2 separate regions of the Zea mays genome follow, and region 2 is linked to region 1. The links are chromatin contacts, called in public Hi-C maps. All regions are on one chromosome and are shown on one strand. The core of a region is the stretch at or near the end of the contact, and the rest is flanking DNA. Distances in the headings are between cores, read along the strand shown.

Region 1 (3,905 bases), core at 698-3,197:
AGTCTAGCTGCAAGGCTGTTGCAGCGATCCTAAATTTATGGAGGAAATAAAACATTTAAAATAGAAACCTCTACACATATGTTTTCTAAATTTACGCGCATGCAAGGGAACGTGTTTGACTCATACATTCATTTTGCCATAATTTTTGGATCTGTATAACCGCATGCATGCGGCTACCATGTTTTTCGGATATGCCATAAAAATAGGATCGTAATAACAACCTACTAGAGCTATCAACCTCTCACATTGACTCGGTATTTACGCTTATAATTGAAGGATTTTATGCTTAAAAAATAAGGTTATTACGCTCCAACCCGGAGATGCGTCCACTAGTGAACAACATGCCAGATTTTTTACGCAGTGTAACGAATTGCATAAATAGCTATACCATGTAGTATAATTTGTATCAATATATATCATAAACTAGATCTAATGTGTTTAGCTGTATGGCTGTTGGAGGGATCCTATATTTATGAAGGAAATAAAACATTAAATACAATTTTTTGTTTCTATGCGTGCAATTCATTTCCTTTTATTGCATATTATTTTTATCATAAATTCATGTGCATGCAGCTGCTAACAGAATTTTACGCAGTATACCGAATTGCATAATTATCTACATATGGTAGCATATTTAGTAGCAGTATATATCATAAAATGGTCCTTACGAGTCTAGTTGCATGACTGTTGCAGCGATCATAAATTTATGGAGTAAATAAACCATTTAAAAATAGAAAACGCCACATATATCTTTTCTAAATTTATGCGCATGCAGGGGGACGTGTTTGACTCATGCATGCATTTCTTTTTTCGCGCACAGACGTGAGCGCGGGTAGTGCAACCGACAGCCTGGTCCAGTCGGTGCGCTGAGTTGAACCAGGTTGCAGAGATGATCGATCTGAGCTTCCTTTAACTATTGAAGGCGCAGGAGTCCCGTTATATATATACACACACGCGCCTACCCCTAGCTACGCAACTGATGTCCGGTTTGGCGGTTTGCGTCGATTTGGATGTCTTGCATAGAGAATTCTCGTTTTCTCTATTCGCATGTCCTGGTAGAATTTTATAGACGTTTGTAAAATTGTAACTGTACGGGGTGAGGTCTATCAATGTATCATGTTGGCTGCCGTGTTGATGCGAGCTCTTTTCTTATGGCCCACGCCAAATGGCAGGTTATCTAGCGCGTCTCTTTCTCGTTCTTTTTTTTTTTTTTTTTTGCTTTGCTAATAATAACCCGTATGTGCGGGCAGATAGTTCCATCTCGAGAGTGAGCATGGTCTATTGATCAATTGTCTTGCATATATCAATGAACCAGCACACACACTGACACACATAAAAAAAGCAAAGACGCGTGGTGAATGGACATGTTGTAAAAGGGCCCACGCAGAGATGACAATGACTGCTTTTCCGTGGAGACTTCTTCCGGGTGATGAAAATAGGCAAGTTTCTTTCCCGTTAGGATGTAAATAGAGAAATTTCTTTCCCAACAGATAAACATGATCCATTTTCCGCGAGACTCGTTAAAATTACACGTGACAATATTTTCATATAATAGTTAATTATCAAATAAATAATTATATTGTCAAGAGATCATTTATTGTACAAATATGTTATTTTGAGTACACATAATGATTTCTTACATCTGATAATGTACATAATTGGTAATGTTTTAATTAATAATAAAACATATATATTAATTATAATTTAAGTCCGTTAGAGATTTATTCCCATGGAAAATGGAGATAGAGAAAAAATGTTCCTAGTAAACGTTCGTGTGTGCGGATAGAAAAATTTTTATAATGGGAACGAGAGGTATTGTTCGACCAAGAATTTGCCATTATCATCTGTCGGCCCCCGCCGTAAGAAATTCCGGGTGGAGTGGCGGTAAAGGCGCGGGCATTGGCCCCTACCCCGCGAGCACGGAAGGCCGTTCGAAAGCTAGTACAACACCGGACGGGATGGAGCTAGTTAATGACGTCTGCCGTCGTCGTTTGGTGGTTGGTGACACATGACCAACTATAGCCATTTTTAAGTAGTGGTGGTAGTATCCAATTATCGATGCATGAGTAGTTTGATTAATTAGTGTCTTCTTCGTGACTGCTTTGATTTTTGCAGGAATAACGTCACAGGCGATACTAGTCGTAGTAGACAAGAATATTGGGCTGGTCACATACATTACTCAAGTGCATATATTATTCACTGCACGTCTACTCGTATTATTGTTACATGTCATTGATTTAGGGTATGTTTAGTTGGGTTGTGGTCGAAAAAAACCGTTGTGGATTGTAAGCTCTAAAAAAAAGTTGATGTAAGCTGTTAAAAATAAAACTGTTTAGTAGAACCCACTAAAAACCGTTAAAAGTTTTTTCTATCTCTATATATATAATATACTGTGAGAAAAGTCAGTTTTTAGGAAAAGCTGCTTTCTGTATCTACCCCTTTGATTTTTAGTGAGCAAAAGCCAAAACCAACACCCGAATTTTTTGTATTTTAGCCATTTCTCGGAAAAAAATCACGTTTAGACCCTAGAAAATTTTAATGTCATTTTTGGACCCTTTGCTCGGCGCCATAGGTTATGGCGCCGAGGTAAGTCCTGCGCTGGCACAACCCGGACGACGTGGCGCCGACATGGCACCGAGCTCGGCGCCAAGATCTATGACGCCGAGCTCGGATGTGTAATCACAAAGCTTGTCTAGCTCAGTCGGTAGAGCGCAAGACTCTTAACCTTGAAGTTTTGGGTTCAAGCCCCATGGTGGGCGTTTAATATTTTTTTGTCTTTGTCAATAATTTGTTTTTTGTCTATATTTTTCGTTTATGTCGCTGATTTGTCCGTCCAAATTTTTTTTGTGAGACTTCCGAGCGAGACGTTTGTTTTTTTTTGCCCGAGAAAAGAAAATATAGCATAACAATAGTTCGAAGAGGTAAATTGCTGATCCATGTCACACTTTTTTTTTGTCTAAATAATACCACTTTTAGACAAAAGGTATTAGCTTGAGTACAACGTGCTTTCTTCCTTTCTTTTAACCATGGCATATGCTTTAGTTGATGGCTTGACCTCTTCTAGCGAAAAGGTTATTTCGTGTTTTATATATTCCTGCGTATATATAAAAGGAAATACTACTCCTCTATATGATAGCGCCATCCAATATATAGTCCGTATTCTTGAAAATGCCATCTCAGTTCTCGAAACACGCTTCTTTTTTAAAAAAATCTTTTGCTTGTGGTTAGTGCATATTACTTTTATCATTCTATAATTAGTTTATATATTTTAAATCCGTTTGATCTCACTAAACTCTAGTTTTACTCATAGCTGTGCGCCTGCGATTACTACACGTCTACAGCCTGCAGGTAAAGCGATGTGACCATATATCGATTCGCAAGCTGTATGGGCCAAAATTCGTATAATGACGATTTCAAAAGCAAAAAAATATAGATGAGAAATAAATCTGGACAGACAAATCAGCGGCATAAATGAAAAAATCTGGACAATAAAAAAAATAAATCAGTGACAAAGACAAAAAAATATTGAACGCACGGACAGATCAGCGGCATAAACGAAAAAATCTGGACAATAAAAAACAAATCAGTGACAAAGACAAAAAAATATTGAACGCTCATGGTGGGGCTCAAACCCACAACCTTAAGGTTGAGAGCCTTAATCTCTATCAACTGAGCTAGACAAGCTTTATGGTAAAACATTCGAGCTCGGCGCCATAGATCTTGGCGCCGAGCTCGGTGTCACGTCGGCGCCGCGTCAGCTGGTGGACGACAGCGCGTCAGGTAGCTCGGCGCCAAGATCTATGGCGCCGAGATGTGTAAACTCGGCGCCATAGCTCATGACGCCGAGAAATGGGTCCAAAATTGCATTTAAGTTTTCTGGGGGTCTAATTGGAAATTTTTGACAC
Region 2 (4,157 bases), core at 268-2,767, 160 kb before region 1:
TTCAAAGCAAGACATTGCGGACTAGGCTCCGAGCTTTGCCAAGATGGACTAAGTCTAGTGTGGTTGACACGACACTGGTTCAACTGCTGAAGACAGAACATATTAAACCCCCTAGATTGGACATGAAATGAGCTCGCAATGTCTCATCCCTACTGATCTGAGCCCCATTTCATTGAAGCCCAGAATCGTTAGAGAGCCACTTGATATCAGTCCATTAGCATTCAAAGCAAGACATTGCCGACTAGGCTCCAAGCTTTGCCAAGATGGACTAAAAGTCTAGTTTAGTTGGCTGACACTGGTTCAACTACTGAAGACAAAACATGTAAAAACATCTAGATTGGGCATGAAATGAGCTGCAATGTCTCATCCCAACTGATCTGAACCCCATTCATTGAAGCGCAGAACCATTAGAGAAACACTTGGTATCAGTCCATTAGCATTCAAAGCAAGACATTGCGGACTAGGCTCCGAGCTTTGCCAAGATGGACTAAGTCTAGTGTGGTTGACATGACACTGGTTCAACTGCTGAAGACAGAACATATTAAACCCCCTAGATTGGACATGAAATGAGCTCGCAATATCTCATCCCTACTGATCTGACCCCCATTTCACTGAAGCACAGAACTGTTAGAGAGACACTTGATATCAGTCCATTAGCATTCAAAGCAAGACATTGCCGCCTAGGCTCCAAGCTTTGCCAAGATGGACTACAATTCCAGTGTGATTGAGACTGGACACTGGTTCAACTACGGAAGACAAAACAACTATATCTGTGGAGCAAGATGAGAAAGGTACCTCCGTAGTCCTTGTACTCAGGGTCAACATACGAATCCGGTAGCACAAAGAGAACACCAGGGAGCCCTGCAGTACAACATAAACAAAACGGCACCAGATACTTATCAGGTCAAATTTAGCAGAGAGAACAACGTAATAATGGCATCATGGAGCATAGGTTGAACGAACCCTCGAGCTTGTTAGATGTCTCCTCATCGATCTCGCACCCGAACCCGAAATAGCGCTCGCACGAGACGTTGTAGATCTTCTTCTTCGCCTCCTCCTCACTGCACAGCAGAAAAAAAAACACCGTGAGATTTCCTTTTTCCAAAAGAAACCACCCCACTCCTCAGGAACTACGGCAATCGTAGAAGGGGACGATTGGTGCCTCGGCTACCTTCCGAGGACCTTGGCGAGGGTCTGGATGTAGCAGTCGATCATCTGCTGCTTGGTGGCGCCCTCCCCGCCGGGCTTGTCCATCACGATGAGCCAGTGCTCGTAGTCGCAGCCGGGGAACAGCGGCGCCATCTCCGTGGGCGCGCGGTCCCGGCCCGCGCCGTAGCCGTCCCCGCCAGGTCGCCGCGCCATCCCGCGCGGGAAGCCGAGGCGGGAGGCCGCCGCGACGACGGCCGGGCGCAGCAGCGACTGCTCCGGGGCAGCGCCGCGGCGGAGGAACGCGGAGAGCGAGTTCGAGGAGGCGCGGCGGGAGAGGAGCCTCCGGGCGGCGGCCGCGGCGGCGGCCATGGTGGCAAAACCCTAGCCGGGCGGGCGGGTATAGTGGGTGGTTTAGGGTTGATGCCAAGTGCTTGTGGGTATCGGAACTTAAAGCTGCGTGACGGCGAGAGGTTTAGGACCAGTGGGGGTTTGGGCTGTGATGGGCCTCGAATGGGCATTCATGGACCAGATCTGATGAGCAATGAAGCAAGCCCAAACTGGTGAATGCACAAAAGGCGAGTTTCAGTGGGTCGGGAATCGGAAAGTACACGAACTTGTTTCTGAACCATGCTGTATCTGTATATCTCACTTTGATGTGTCTATTGCATTACAATATCTGTAGGAAGCTCAAACTACACCGAGTAAAGTAAAATGTAAAAGAAAAGACCTAAAAAAATGGCAAAACTGTATGAAGGGTACAAGGCACTTGTGGACTGCTGCAGTCTGTCTGTCTGAACCTCAAATGTATCGAGCTGCACAATGCTGCAGTGGCTGAACAAATTGGGAGAGCCTTTTTGTGGCGGGGCGGACGGAAAGAACGAAAGAATCTGCACAGGTTGATTTGTCCGTCCCGTTCAGGAAATGTTGTCAAGGACAGGATACACGGCCGCAGAAGGTTCGATGTGTGACAGCCGCGCAGCGCCTAGGAGCTGCTCTGGGAGCTCGTCGTACGTGTTTGCCTGCAGGCGCATCGCCACGGTCAGAAAACAAAACGAGCATCTGGCAGATAACTAGAGAAGTCACTGGAACTGAATGGTGCTAGAGACGGGACGAAACAGAGATTGTACCTGTATAAGAAACGCCATGTCGACTACCAAGGTGGTAACAACGCCAAACACCAAGCCCAGGACCCCGTTGGCTACCGCGGACGAACCGATATCTACATCCACCTGCAGAATTAAGAATGCATCCGTTGTAGGTTTGTAGTAGGTGCATGAGGAAAAAAAAGAATACGGTTTTCTTCTTGTTCCATCTGAACTCAACTGACCCGTGTTCGTTATTAACTAGAAGAAGTTGAATTGGAACTATATTGCTGATGAAGGGACTTACTTCTAAGTAGTCAGGACCACGCAAATAGCTGCAGTCCACGGCTTTCCCCAGCAAGCAAGGTGTGCTTCCAACACTTTGCCGCACTATCCAAGACCCCTGAAGAATTTGAACGCCATGCTAAAGTGAGAAGACGGCACACCAAAAAAAACACTTCAACACTGGGACAGACCTTTGGAACAGATGGGATAAGCTTCAGTCTGCTGTTTCTAAAATCATCATCACCATCGGCAAAACGCTGCAACAGCGATCCTTTCTTCAAGGAGTTTGAGACAAAATAAAGGACCAAGCTGTAATGACTTGGTCCAGGAATCTGCAAGAGAGAAGTGACTTAACCAGGGTAACCCAAGTATAGAAGAAAAAACATCAATATGAACAAACTTGGAAGAAAGCCATAAGTTTATCTTTTAATTCTCAAAATCAGCTGCGGAAGTAACAAATAACAACCACGCAAAAAAACTAAAAAAAAAGGCATGCAGATCGTTGTGCAAGGTACCAATGTAATTTTTCTTGTACTCTGTGCGGTCACCTTTCTGTGAGAAAAGATCGAAGCAGGACAGAAATAAATGGACATGGTAACATGGTAGGATTGTTAGAACATGAGCTTACTTGTATGTTTACCAGGAAAGTGAACATTCCCTTCTCAGCGGCAACCTACATTAGTAAAGGTTCAGTTGAAATCGTCATGTAATAGAAGCACTGTATTAGTTAGGAGCCGGAACACTAATCTAAATCTAGGTCCAACAATGGTATTTTATTTGAAAGGAAAGTTTGGTTGAACCAGTAGTCCTCCAAGACAACGGTATTCTACTGTTCAGAGTTTATGTCACGAACTTGTGGTTACAAAAAAAATGGACTGAGATACGAATGCGTCATTAAACAGCCATGACAGGTTTTCTGACCTGAACCGCAGATCCTTTCCGCCTAGCGACATGATCCATGCGCTTGGCGTCCTTAAACCAGTCAACTGCTACGAGCTCCATTAGATACTTACCTGCTGGTACCTGCAAGTCAAATAACAAAATATTAAACACTTGTTTGACAGTTAACCTTAAAAAAGAGGGGGGGGGGGGGGGGGGGGGGGGAGGAACCAATTGTGTCATTTAAACGCTTGGACCTTTGATTTGTCATGTGGAAAGTTCTTGCTACGAACTTTAAAGATCTTGCTATCAGGCACTGCCCAACAGTTACGACTTTTCTCATTTGTATCCTGACGAATAATGCCCGAAAACCAAGACAAATCTATTGGGTCTGAAGGACCATCAAATACAATGGCAAAGGGGTCAGGGTTAAGTCATGACTTGGCAACCTATAAAAGTCATCAATCAAACTACAAGAATGGAGTTTGAATAAAAAATAACCTGAGTTCTTAGCATCACTGTCAGATTTGGTAGGTTCTTCCTGTACATGAAGTGCAATGAAATTTTATTGTGAAGTGACGAACAACAAAACTTTTAGCATAGTACAGGAGTAGGGTGAATATTTTTAGGGCTTCGCTGTAAAATAAGACATTGACCTCCACATCAGCATCAGGAACTTGATAGTCATCATCATCTTCCGACTCTTCATCTACCATATCCAAATGTTTGTTATCAGCTTGTTTGGTCTTCGAGTCTGGTTCT

The links. Hi-C and Micro-C count contacts between places; a contact is called where the count stands out from the background.
Region 2: a contact with region 1 is called in a Hi-C map of leaf, with 5 times the contacts expected there. The contact joins the promoter of LOC100383758 here to the enhancer-like site in region 1. A contact is called at or near these places in 14 of 25 Hi-C or Micro-C datasets (bundle sheath, ear, endosperm and 5 more) and 1 of 3 datasets of contacts at active chromatin or transcription factors (seedling).

Annotation. Positions count from the first base shown.
Region 1 is chr6:70,104,908-70,108,812 of Zm-B73-REFERENCE-NAM-5.0, reverse strand. No RefSeq gene overlaps it. Among protein-coding and RNA genes, the nearest start is that of LOC103629394, 35 kb to the left of the region's middle. Within about 2 kb of position 1,947, at least 13 of the 20 cell types and tissues checked have an H3K27ac peak or open chromatin away from gene starts, as enhancers often do. A contact at or near this core is called in bundle sheath, ear, leaf and 3 more, where this site is marked.
Region 2 is chr6:70,264,004-70,268,160 of Zm-B73-REFERENCE-NAM-5.0, reverse strand. It overlaps LOC100383758, which reads right to left and starts at 1,517. Exons shown (of 4, transcript NM_001176393.2): 1 at 1,172-1,517; 2 at 964-1,061; 3 at 796-861. The coding sequence starts at 1,362. It overlaps LOC100384563 (Protein ENHANCED DISEASE RESISTANCE 2), which reads right to left. Exons shown (of 22, transcript NM_001177074.1): 14 at 4,052-4,157; 15 at 3,897-3,936; 16 at 3,653-3,786; 17 at 3,438-3,539; 18 at 3,145-3,189; 19 at 2,708-2,848; 20 at 2,539-2,634; 21 at 2,277-2,378; 22 at 1,770-2,168. The coding sequence ends at 2,064.